Regions from separate parts of the Mus musculus genome. Here region 2 is linked to region 1. A link is a contact called in public Hi-C data. All regions are on one chromosome and are shown on one strand. The core of a region is the stretch at or near the end of the contact, and the rest is flanking DNA. Distances in the headings are between cores, read along the strand shown. Region 1 overlaps Dcaf13 (DDB1 and CUL4 associated factor 13). Region 2 holds the start of Rims2 (regulating synaptic membrane exocytosis 2).

Evidence for each region. A called contact is a pair of places that touch in the nucleus more often than the background predicts.
Region 2: a contact with region 1 is called in a Hi-C map of liver, with 1.7 times the contacts expected there. The contact joins the promoter of Rims2 here to the enhancer-like site in region 1. A contact is called at or near these places in 12 of 39 promoter capture datasets (the 3T3-L1 cell line, 3T3-L1-derived adipocytes, the HPC-7 cell line and 6 more), 2 of 484 Hi-C or Micro-C datasets (both in liver), 6 of 115 datasets of contacts at active chromatin or transcription factors (embryonic stem cells, epiblast stem cells and stem cell-derived neural progenitor cells) and 3 of 9 other capture datasets (adipose tissue, liver and pancreatic islet).

What each region holds. Positions count from the first base shown.
Region 1 is chr15:39,143,589-39,150,018 of GRCm38.p6, forward strand. It overlaps Dcaf13 (DDB1 and CUL4 associated factor 13), which reads left to right. Exons shown (of 11, transcript NM_198606.2): 9 at 35-170; 10 at 1,503-1,666; 11 at 3,085-3,268. The coding sequence ends at 3,172. Among named protein-coding and RNA genes, the nearest start is that of Dcaf13, 34 kb to the left of the region's middle. Within about 2 kb of position 3,408, at least 7 of the 459 cell types and tissues checked have an H3K27ac peak or open chromatin away from gene starts, as enhancers often do. A contact at or near this core is called in liver, where this site is marked.
Region 2 is chr15:39,196,977-39,203,426 of GRCm38.p6, forward strand. Rims2 (regulating synaptic membrane exocytosis 2) reads left to right here and starts at 1,310. Exons shown (of 27, transcript NM_053271.2): 1 at 1,310-1,562. The coding sequence starts at 1,387.

The DNA.
Region 1 (6,430 bases), core at 2,158-4,657:
TCCTGAAGATATTAACTTAATTCCTTTTCTACAGGGAAGTGTATCATACGAAACGAATGCAACATGTGATGTGTGTGAAATGGACTTCTGACAGCAAGTACATTATGTGTGGGTCTGACGAAATGAACATCCGACTGTGGAAAGCTAATGCGTCTGAAAAACTGGGTGTGGTAAGGCCTGTCTTTCTTTCATTGCTACAAAATCAGGGTGCGATTTTATTGAATATCATTGTTAAGAGCTTTTTGAAGTACTTAATCAGGGTAACACCATTGTGATGGAAGGCTGAGGGGCTGGCTTGTTTGTTAGAGTGCTTGGGAAGCAAGGCCCCAGCCCTCCCTTTCCTTCCCTTCTCTCTTCCTTCTTCTCTTTCCTTGTTTTTTAAAAAACCAGACATGACAGCAGGCCAGCAGCACCCTGTCATAAAGGAGACAGGAGTGTTACTGGGGCTCACTAGCTAGAGTGCCTGGCCAGCTTAGTTGAATTGAACACCTGTCTCCAGAAATAAGGTGGGGAGCAATGGAGGAAGATCTGGTGTCGATCTTAGCCTTCACAAGCACCCACTGTACCTGCGCACGCACAGAAGTGCACTTGCAGAAGGGCTGACCAGTTTACAGTGACACTGCTCCGACTCCATCATTCTTTGTTTTCTTTGGTTGGACGTAGATGACGTAGAGAGTAGAAATGTAAGATATGAATGAACAACTCTACTGTTAAAGCAGTAGTGATTGCATATGTCAAAGGCTGCAAGTCCTAAGAGATCATCTGATGGCAAAGACCTGAAAATCCACCTTTAAAATAGATTCTATGAAACTGCAGCTATATCTGGGCTGTAAGATAATGTTTGACTTGTGGTTTTTTGTCATTGTTGATATTTTCTAAGTGTCCACTTTCCTGTGTGGACTGTGTAGTCTGTTTACGTGAGTACTAAGAAAGGGATGTTGGGTTTGAAATGATTTCTGCTTAGCTCTGGCAGGAAAGTCAAGCAGCAGTAAACAATAACCAAAGGTAATTCTACTTTAAGTTCAGTTGTCATTAGTGTTCACTGTGTCTCAGACCCCTTCATAACAGAATGCTCTAGTGTGTTTCTCTTATTCCTCGAATTGTTAAACAAAACCTACTTATGGGGTTACATACTTTTTAAAAAATTTTTATGTAGTTAGATTTTTACCAAAATCTAAATTGACTGACTGCTCCTGATGCCTTTTCTGTACCCTGTGCCTCGTGTGCTCAGCCTCCGAGGGCTGCAGAGCCTGGCCCTGCAGCTCACACAGCCCTGACCCCAGCTCACACTGCTGCTTACCTTCTGGCATCTGTTTACATGTTGGTGTGCTGCCTCCAGAGCAGCGGCTGCTTGCAGAGCGGTACTGACAAGCTCACTGGTGATTTTGTTTGTGTGTAGTAAAAGTTGAATTTTGGGGACAAGGGGGAAGAAGTACTTCCTAAATTTTTACACTCAAGAAAACTATAAAAAATTTGAGATACCAAATGCACTTTGTTTTTAGCTTACATCACGAGAAAAAGCAGCAAATGATTATAACCAGAAGTTAAAGGAAAAATTTCAATACCATCCACATGTAAAACGGATTGCTCGCCACCGACATCTCCCGAAATCTATCTACAGCCAGATTCAGGAGCAGCGCGTGATGAAGGAAGCTCGGCGCCGAAAGTATGTGTTGAGACCGTTGACTCTTCGCTTAGTACTCTCAGCTGTCTTCCCTCTGTCATCTCTGTCATCACCATCACCAAGCAGACACTTTCCTTCCGTCTTACTGTTTGGAAACATCTCACCGATCCTGGAAATCACCTATTGCTAGACTAGTTGGTTGGTGAACTTTGGAGATCCTCCTGTCTCCATCTCTCCAGTGCTAAAGTTACCGACACATAACGCTAAGGAATGAGTTATAGCTAGGCAGTGGTGGCGCACGCCTTTAATCCCAGCACTTGGCAGGAAGAGGCAGGCAGATTTCTGAGTTTGAGGCCAGCCTGGTCAGCAGATCGAGCTCCAGGACAGCCAGAGATACACAGAGAAACCCTGTCTCGAAAAACAAAAACAAGGGGTTGGGGATTTAGCTCAGTGCTAGCTGGGTTCGGTCCTCAGCTCTTGGGGGGGGAGGGGGGAAAGCAAATCAGTTGTAATATAGCTATTATTATGACATACTGTATTTTCTAAATGAATTCAAAGAAACTAGGCATAGTAGCACCTACCTATAATCCCAGTACTCTGGACCACGAGTTCAAAGCCAGTCTGGACTGCAACGAATTTTTAAAACTCATATTTAACAATCATTTCTTTTAAAAACTTTAATTTTATTTGAGATCTAATGTCTTGTTTCTTGAGGTAAGGGACTCACTGTGATTCCTAAGCTAGTTTTGAATTCCTGGGCTCCAGTGGTTCTTCTTCTTCATCCTCTGAGAGCTACGAAGCAGAACTTCCCCAGCCCCCACCCTTTCTCCTGTAGAACGCCTTCTCGGGAGCCCATGATTAATGCAGTGTTGAAGTTTTTAGAGCTTTTGGGTTTTGTTATGAGTTACTGTTGTTATGCTCTTTGGGTACATGTTGGGATTTAATCATATTTATGTCTCTTAATAAACTGTGGTATTTTTAAACTTAGTAAGGGATGCTGGGTTTTAGGTGTTTGTTTGTTTGTTTGTTTGTTTAGTTGGTTGGTTTTTGGTTTTTCTTGAGACAGTCTCCAGGGCGGTAGTATGGACCAGACTGGCCTCTGACTCAGAGATTATCCTGTCTCTGAGTCCTGAGTCCTGGGATTAAAGTCCTGTATCACCACACCTGGCTCAAAAGCATGCAGCACTAAGGTGTATTCCTATAAGCCAGTCTTGACCTGCTTAGCTTCTAAGGTCAGACAAGATCAGGTGCATTCAGGGTGGTACAGCCTTAGACATTGATCATTAATATGAAGCAATTAAATAACAAAAGTTGAATGTAACTTTTTACTTTATTCTCATTGGAAAATTCTTTTTTAAGTTTAGTTCTAGTGAAAGAAAATGCTTTATGATTTAATTTCTTTTGGCTGAGGTAATTTCTTATGTACTTGCTCATATTTTATATATTTTGTTTATTTCTAGGGAAATGAATCGTCGTAAACATAGCAAGCCTGGATCTGTGCCGATTGTGTCAGAGAGGAAGAAACACGTAGTGGCGGTTGTGAAATAATGTTTTGTCTTCCTACCAAGTTTGATATATAATTATTTGCTACTTTTGATTTGGGAACTCTGTAAATAAAAGTCCTGAGTCTGGTTTAATAGTAAACACTGCAGTTGTGTGTTTTTCTTTCTTTTGCCCTGCTTGACTTGGCGTTCTCTGTTTTTCTTACTACTTGCACTGATCTAAGAGCCAGCTGTGCAGTAGCAGAATCACCTGTCAGTTCGTTTGTTATGTAACAACTGAAACCTTGGTATGTTTGCCTGGTGTCTTGTCAGAGCATTCGATGCTACTGCTATGTAGAGAAGTGGCACCTGCTGAGTCACTGGCCCTACCTCCTGCTACAACCTGGTTTCCATAGTGATATTTTCAGTGTCCCTCACATCACAGAGCCTGACTAGTCAGAGACACGAGCGATTTCCTGTAATTCAAGCCTAGGCTAATCTACACACAGCATGATTCTGACCATTTTTGAAATGTCACTTTTGGCGTTCATGGCCTCTTGTAAAAAATGTACACATAGAGTTTCTCAAGTGACATTGTCAGAGTAGATCTTGAAGGGAGTAAGGATGGTGATAATGAGAAGTTGCTGAAAAGAGAGAAGAGCGGAAGTAGAAAAGACAGAATTGCCTGTGGATATCAAATGCCTTCTTATTAAGTCTCACCATGTAGTCAGTGTGACCCTTCTCTTTGATGGAAACAGACTGGGTAATGTTCTGTCACGGGTATAAACAATAAGGTAATCAGGATGCCTTTGGCGAGTAGCTTGAGTAGTTAATTCAGAGTTAAAGTACTAAAGTATTTGATGGCAGGGACCTTGAAGCATGGTGAGTGTCTTTGCCAGTGTCTAGGGATTGTGAGTGGATAGATAACTTGTTTATTGAATAGATATTTTCTGATTTCCTCAACCTGTGTTGAGTCCTAGCAAGCAGGTGCTCACACATGTGTACATGCCCTTGTGTCCCCCACCCCTGTGTGTGTGTGTCTGTCTTGTCTATAATTTTTAAGCCAAGGGCAGTAGCAGCTTTATGCTTGGTTTTCTTCATGAGCACTTATGGCAGTGTCTGGAATGAACTTGTTCTTTTGCTTCAAGCCTCAGGGTCATCTCTTGCATTCTCTGTTTGAATAGCATACCTACCACCTACAGAGATTCTCAAGAAAAAGTCCTGTACAAGGCTTTATTAATAATTGTAACAATAATATCTGTTGACCTGCTGGTTTCTAAACAGTATGTCTTACATGCACTTACTTGAAATTAATTTACATCAAATTCTGATAAGAATCTCCAAAGGGAGTTCTTACTACAGTTCATATAGTCTGTACACAGTCTACATTGAAGGGGTCAATCTCAAAGAAAATAAGTAATTGCAGAGCATTATGATATCTTAGTAAGACAATACAGCAGCAGAAAAGAAAGGCCTACCTGCTGGGGAAGGAAGAAGCAAGCCCTTCAGAGGCCAGCAGTGGCTTGGTTTTGTTTTTTTGTTTTGTTTTGTTTTGTTTGCTTGTTTTTTCTATTCACTTTACATTTCGATTGCAGCCCCCTCTCCCAGTCCACCCCTCACACAATCCCTCCCTTTCTCAGAGAAGGGGGACCACCCACCCCCATACCAGCCCACCCTGGCACATCAAGACACTGCAGGACTGAGCACATCTTCTCCCACTGAGGCCAGACAAGGCAGCCCAGTTAAGGGAACAGGATTCACAGGCAGGCAGTGGAATCAAGGACAGCCTCCTGCTCCAGCTGTTGGGAGATCTGTATGAAGACCAAGCTGCACATCTGCTTGGTTATGTGCAGAGGGTCTAGGTCCAGTCCATGTATGCTTTTTCGTTGGTGCTCCAGCCTCTGAGAGCCCACAAGGGTCGAGGTTAATTGACTCTGTTGGTCTTCTCTTGATACTTTTATTACTATATTTTCTTTTTAAATTTTTTTATTCATTTATTTTTATTTATTCACTTTACATCCCACTCACTGCCTCCCTCCTGGTCACCCACCCCCTCCCACAATCCTTCCTCCATCCCCCTTCCCCACGAAGAGTAGTGCTTATCGAATGCCTGCTGAGTCTGGCCTTGCAGGGATGCTTAGAAGTGGAGGAAGGATGTTTTCAAAGTAAACTCAAGACCTCTCCAGTGTGTTCATTAAAAACTGCTCATTAAAAAAGAAGGAAGGAAATGTCTTCCAACAATGCCAAGTTATTAGAAACTTTCAGTTCCAGGTCAATATATAAAGTTTGGGTTAATATTCTTTCTCCAGAGAGAGAAGGGATATTAGAGATTAATGGATCACAAAGCTTAACACGAGGAGCCTGAGAGCAGAGGGTAGAAAAAAGCATAGGTGAACGTGGTCAAAAGAGGAGACAGTGAGCCAAGTCTAATGTCTACACCACCTCATGCTTTGAAAAGAACAGAGAAGCCTAGTCATAAAAACAGGAGGGAGGTAGAGGTCTTTCGATCTTTATCCCATAATACACCCCAGCACCAAAGGGGGAAAAAAAATCCATTTTAGGGCCACCTTCACAGTAAGCCTAAATAGGCAGGAGATGTAGCTCCGCTGGTAAAATTCTCACCTGAATACATGAGTGCCTAAGTTTGATCCCCACCACATAAAACTAAGTGTGGTGGTACCCGCCTGTAACTCCAGCACTAGAGAGGTAGGTGCAGGAGGAGCTGGAAGCTAGATGGGGTGGAGCATACTTCAAATATCAGCTCACTTGGTGTAGTCACAACAGAGAGGGGTTGTGGGAGGGAGAGAAGGAGAGAAAGGGAGGGAGGGGGAGGGAGAGAGGGGGAATGTCTATTACAACATAAAGATAAAAACCACTTGTAGTTAATACATGGTTGGAGACAGAGATTGGCGATCATTCTGTTCGAATGAGTGTTTGCCTCAAGGAAATTTAAGAAATGGGAAGGAGTAGCAGAGCCCCAGGGACAGGATTTCAGTACAGCCGAAGCAGGCACTACTGACTGAGCTGAGGCTTGCCTACCCAATGATCTCCAGACACCGACTTCCGGTCTCCCGTTCAGCTCGGCACATTTCAAAGCAGTCGCCTTAGCCTGACTTGGTGTCACTTTCCAGTTCTAATGACCCATAAATGGCTGCCTTCCATTTCAGTTCCTGAGGGGTAGAACTGCTTATTTTTGGAGTTGGGTCCTTAAAGCAGAGTTACCAGCTGAGATATCTGGTTCTGGCCATGATTTAGCATGACGTGGAACAAGCTGTATATGGGCAGGCAAGCCCAGTACATTTGAGCTAATCACCAAAATAATAGC
Region 2 (6,450 bases), core at 60-2,559, 51 kb after region 1:
GTTCTTTGACTGAGCCTGTCTCCAGGCTTTCTAAAATCAGGCTAACGCTCCAATAACGACTCTTCTCTAGATTAGAGTGACCGGCAGAAAGGGGCTGAACGGCCCGATTCCTCCGGGGACGTGATCTGACCCTTTCCCTCTTACACCTTCCAATCGCCTCGGGCAAACCGCCCCAGCATCCTGTCTTCTGTACCTCTCCGTGCAGCGGGTACCGACAACCCAGTTTTCCAGAACTTCCGCACTCCCGCCCAGGTCCTTTCCACTCCCTCAGGCTCTTCCCCGCTGCGAGTCCCGGGCCGCTGACACCGCAGGGACACCCACCTGCTCCGATCTTCCCTCGTCCAGGGTCCAGTACCCCGCCCGGGACAGCTCGGGGGGCGCCCGGTCCCTCAGGCTCGGCGCCAGCCACCTGAGATCCTCCCGCCCCCACCGCCCACAGCCCCGCACCCCGGGGCGCCCGCTCCCTCGCCGCCCTGCTCCTCACAGCTCCCCGCCCCGCCCCAGCCGTTAGCAGGGTCCGGGGCGAGCGTCGGCCGAGTCCGGGCCTGGGCGGTTCGCAGGGGACACGGGCCCGGCGGGAAGAGTCGGCGAGGCAGAGGCGGCGCGGGCGAGTGCACCTAGCGGGCCCGCCGCGCCGACTCCGCGGACACTGGGGGCGGCGGCGGCGGGACCCCGGGCGGGCGCGTGATGAGGCGCGGCGGGCGGCCGGCCCCGCGGCGCGCGCGAGCTCACTTGGGTCCGGGCGTTGGCAGCCGCGGGCCGCGGGCCGGAAGATCGGCCGTCTGGGGCCGGGGTGGGGGCTGGGGTCCCCTGCCGCAGCCCGCGCCTCGTGGTTCCCGGAGGGGTCCTCCCTCGCGGAGCCCCGGAGCCCGGTGACGCGCCAGCCGGCGGGACGGCCGCTCTCGCCGCCTCCGGGCGCTCGGGGCGAGTTCCCGGGACTCCCCAGGGGTCGGGCTCGCGGGCAGCGCTTCCCGCTCCGCTCCGCCGCCGCGCCGGACACTCGCGCCCCGGCCCGCGGCCGCCTCCCTCCAGTCACCCCACCCTCAGCCGTCCCCGCCACCTTACTCCACCGCCCTCCCCCGCCGCTCCGCGCACTCGGCGTCGGGGCCTCCAGCTCCTCGCTCCCGCGAACCGCTCACTTGGCAGCCCTTCGCCCCCGGGAAGAAGAAACATTTCCCCGAGCGCACTCCTCAGCCCTCCCCCCTCGGCCCTCCCCTCCCCCTGCCTTCTTTCCTGGGGGAGGGGGGCTGTCGCCTCGGATTGAAGGCCATTGATTTGTATGCATTTGTCCCAGCCCCGGAGGCTGCCCCAGCCGCCCGCGCCCGAGCCGCGGCTGCCAGCGGAGTTGCCTCCCTGCTTCCCTAGGGTGGTTCGGCTCCGCCAAACATGTCGGCTCCGCTCGGGCCCCGGGGCCGCCCGGCTCCCACCCCGGCGGCCTCTCAACCTCCTCCGCAGCCCGAGATGCCGGACCTCAGCCACCTCACGGAAGAGGAGAGGAAAATCATCCTGGCTGTCATGGATCGTCAGAAGAAAGAAGAGGAGAAGGAGCAGTCCGTGCTCAAGTAAGGACCCGGCTCCATCTTCCCGCCTCCCTCCCTGCCCTCCGCCCCCCTCGGCCGCTTCCCCGCGACCGCCCGCGCGCCGGGGATCGCCGCCTTTCCTCCCCGCCGGTGGCGCGGGGGCCACGAGGGCTGCGGCCCGCGGCCGCCAGGGTCGCTTTCTAGTTGTCAGCCGCGGGGGTGTGTGTCGCGGAGGGAGGGCGCCGAGGCCGGCTGAGGTGACGGTGGCGAGCTCGGGGAGGCGGCGGTTTCCCCGGCGCCCTCCGGCTTTCCCCGCGGGCCACTTCGGCTCCCGGGATGAGGCTGAACCCTGGCTCCTCGCGTCCCATTTCCTTTCCCGCCGCCCCCGCGCGGAGGCAGTGACTGGGGCAAGGAATCCAATATGGCCGTGCACAGGTGCTCCCGGGCCGGACCCGGGTGAAGCGCCCAGGCCCGGGGTGCCGGTGCCACCGGGGTCGCTCGTCCCGCGCCTGCGAGGGCCGGCTCCGTCCCCAGCCCCGGGAGGAGCTGCGCTGCCCACGGTCGCAGCGGACAGGAAGGCTGCGGGGCGGGCGAGGGGGCCTAAGCGCGGTCTCGTCTCGTCTCGGGTGGGTGTGCGGCCGCCGCCATCTTCCAGCCCCTCCCCCTCGGCGGGTGCTAACACCCTGCACTCTGCTGCTGTTCTTCCTGTTTGCAACTAGTAAATCTGTAGGATCCCGAGGAGACTCCACTTCCTACCATCGTGGCAGTTTGGGTTGCTCCCTGCTTGTGAAGTTCTACTATGTTTGCTCACAGTCCAGCCAGCGGGGTTTTGGCGAGGGTGGGAGGCGTGAAAGTAGCACCCAAGCATCGGTTTAGAGGCGGTGTAACTTCAGCACCAGGGAACTGTCCAGAATGAGTTTTCCTTTACTTTGGGATTCCTTGTCAGTGTAGCACTGTAGCTGAGATTGTTTCTACAGGTTTGCTTTTAAATGTTTTATGATTTTTTATATCTCGGTTGCTTCTGGAAAGTCATTGTCTGGATCTGTAAAGATCTGTAACCCTTTAATGTTTGTCCAAGTCGTTACTCACTATAAAAATTAACCTGTATATGCCTAAAGAGAGGGAGGGCAGTTCTCTTGCATGTCACCGAATACACTTTCCCATAATCGCTATAGAAACACACAACTAAAAGCGTTGACTTCCTCCTTGAAAAGAAATAGCTTACTGACCTTCACCACTTATTTTGAAAACAGGTTGTTGAATTCAGTATTTTTTTTTTTTACAAATGAAAACACACCTTGTCTAGATGTACATCTTCTCACATTTTAGTGAAGCAGATTTTACATAACCTATGGTAACAAACATATCAAATAGATATATATCTTTAAAAGATACAAGTTCTCACAAAATAATAAAAGAACAATTAGGAATTGCTTCAATACTAATTTTTAGGTTTGAATATTTACTAGGGAATTTGGCTTATTCATGGTCATAGGATAGGAATAAAAAGTTAAGAAATTTAATCAGTTTAAACTATGGAATAATAAAAATAGTTTTTAAAAAAGCTTTTTGAGCATACTCTAACTTTGCTCAACTTTAATCTATATACTAGTATGTGCTAAGATTCTGATCATTACGATTTATATTCAGATATATAAATTTACACTTCTTAATATAGTTGCTGAAAATCAGTGTTGCCAAAATGATGCTCAAATAAAATATGGCTTTATTTCTTTGACCTACATATTTAAATGGAAATGGGGTTTTATTTATAGTAAACTGAAGCATAGTGTTTATTGGCTAGTTAATCTTATGTAGTTTTTATTCACAGTTTCAATATATGGACATTTTAGTGACTGTTTGAGTACTGAACTACAAATTGCTCAAAATGAAGAGCGTATTTTACTGAATAGATGTTTAAAAAGGGTTTTCCAGGTCAAGTATATATGTGCACATCTCTAAGTAAACCTCCATATTTTGCAAATATATGTTTGTATATTTATTTCACTTTATTTAGCCAGACACAGTCTCTAAATATAGCTATATAATATGTGAAATCACATCAACGAGAAATATAGACTCAGATTTAAGTAGTTATTCACATAGTTTTAAATGTTCTTTAAAATGTTTTTGAAATGAGAGTGGACAAGGAAACTGAGAGTAAACTTTATAATAGTATTGCAGGAACAAGAGGCAAATCAGTTTGAAAAAATTTGACCATTTATTAAATAATATGTTTCCAGCCTTGGGTGTTAAATAACAAATATGCTGTGTAGAAAAAATAATCCTGATAGTTGTGTTTACTCTTTCTCTTGAAAATCTAGGACCATATATCAGCTCCTCACTAAACTGTCTGTCATTTAACTGAATGTTAGCTAGCATCTTTCCTGAGAGAAGGTCATAGGCACAGAGAAGTAAACTAAAATTCAAATTTGTATCTGCTACTCTTTAACTATCATAATAAAAATAAGTTTGATGTGTGAAGAAATTGAAGGCTGGATAAAAATATTTTGTGTGATCTGTGAGTCTCAGTATCCATACTAAATATTATTCAAAGTAAGATGTGTATACCCAAGGGATTCACAAGATGATATACTGGAATACAAGAACAGATTAAACATATAGTCCCATCTTTGAAGAAAAAAAGACTAAGCCCCATTAATGCTTAGTATGGTCAGCTAATACTAACATGAATATAATTTATGAATAAATGCATACATTAAGAGATCATGCCTGAGATGTTTTCAATAAGAAAGGTGAGCCATCAAAACAAGTTGAGGCCACCACACTGAATTCTCTTTTAAGAGACTGAGTAATTAGAAATGATTCGTACTTCATTATCAGTGATTTCTTTAAGGCCCAGCTATGCATACATACCCAGGAAGTCTTCTGTCTATCAAACAATACTATCTTCCATGTGAATGAGGTACTGTATTTTTCAAAGCATTTTATATCCCACTAACCCCCTTGTTAATTACTAAAACAAAAGAAAACAAAAGTGCCCTTACATGAATTCCTGCAGCCGGTTCAGCCCTGAGCCTTGAGGAGTCACTGGTTATCTTGCTCCTTGGCATCTTAACACATAATAGGTACCTAGGAAGTAATGTTGAGCTGAACTACCATGCAAATGAAACAGTTCACTCATTCTGTGGAAAAAAGACGATTCATTGTTTTGAAAGAAAAACTATTTAGGGACTGTGTATTACCATTGTCTTTTGTTTTTATTTTATTTTGGTCTGACTAAAAATCAAGTAGAAAGGTATTCAGGAAATGTGTAATGTGGTTTTATTATGTTCGCAACATAGTCTTTTTATACAAAGTATTTTGAACACTTCTTCCTTCTCTTTCTCCCTACTTTTTTTTTTAAAATCTTTTCCGCTCTTTTCCTCCCTTTCTTTCATTTGATAGTGTCTTTCTGTGTAGCCCAGGTTGACCTTAAATGATTCTTCTGCCTCTGCCTTTCTAATCCCAAGTGCTGGGATGACCAGTCATTGAGCTACCACACCTATTTATGCTTTTCAGGAGATGTGTATTGTCTTTGTTCTCAGCTTGGGCTTTCTATTAATGTTGATAGGACAACATGTTCCTCAAATCGAAAGAATAAAGCACATCCATGACAGATTAAGTTAACAAGTACATACTGTATACACATATGAGGAGTTATAAATGTTTTATTGTACTTAGTTTAATTCATTTATTTATGCTTGAGACAGGGTATTGCTTTGTAGCCCTGGCTTGTTTGGAATTTGGTACATAGACCAGACTGGCCTTAAAACTCAGAGATCCACCTGTCCCTGCCACCCAAGTGCTAGGCTAGTATTAAAGGTATATGCTACAGTTTCTGGCTAATGTTTTATTTTATTTTATTTTATTTTATTTTATTTTAGGACAGGGTCTTTCTACATAGCCCTGGCTGTCCTGGAATTAACTGTGTAGACCAGGCTGGCCTCAAACTCACACAGATCTGATCGATTCTGCCTCCCAAGTGCTGGTAATATCCATGTATGCGCCACCACATCCAGCTTAAATTTTTTAATAGTGCAATTTTATAAGTGGTTTCTGAAGTTAATTTACAATTTTTATTTAATAGATAATATATACTTTTGCTACAAAATATCTTATTTACCAATTTGCCTATGTGCAATTATTGTTACTAGAACATTTATTCTTTGCACGATAAAATTGAGGTACAAATATATATACTCATGTAACTAGATGTGTTTATATATTAGTGCTCATGCATGTATGTGTATTTGTGTACAAAGAAGTGCAAATGCGTCCTGCATTTTGGGAAATGAATTCCACACTGGGTTAAGTGTCAGTATCTGTCCCATTTGTTGAATGTTTCGAAATTTCTTGAACTAATGACATACTTTTAGATACTTTGGTTGTCTTTGTTTTCCACTGGAGACAGTACTTTGATACACTGTTTTTAATGTGGAGACTGTATCTTTGGGCTAAATTTTTAGAAATAAATTGTTCTTTTAATGAGTCAGTAAACTTCAATAAATACTACCAAATTTATTTTGGAAGAGGAAGTATGTATACCGAGGAGACTTTCCTACTTCCTTGCCAACTCCGTGTGTGGTAAGCTTGGTCAGAATTTCAGTAATAAATATGCCACTGTAGTTTAACTTGAAGTTTTCTTATTATTAATGATAGTGCAAGCGTTTTCTGCTTGTTTAGGATCATTTATATTTCCTTTACTGTTGGTAATTTTTCTAATATTTACGTCTGCCTGTCTGCTCATTTGTCTATGTATGTCTCGCTCTACCATAGCACACCAGATAAATGAACCATAAAGATGTTTGAATAAAGATGACCATTTCAAATATCCGTTGCTCTTGCCAAAGATGAAAACCTTCAATTTTTAAGGATTCAACTGTATTTTAACAGTTGCTTGGCACTTTATAAGAAAGTGTCTAGTGAA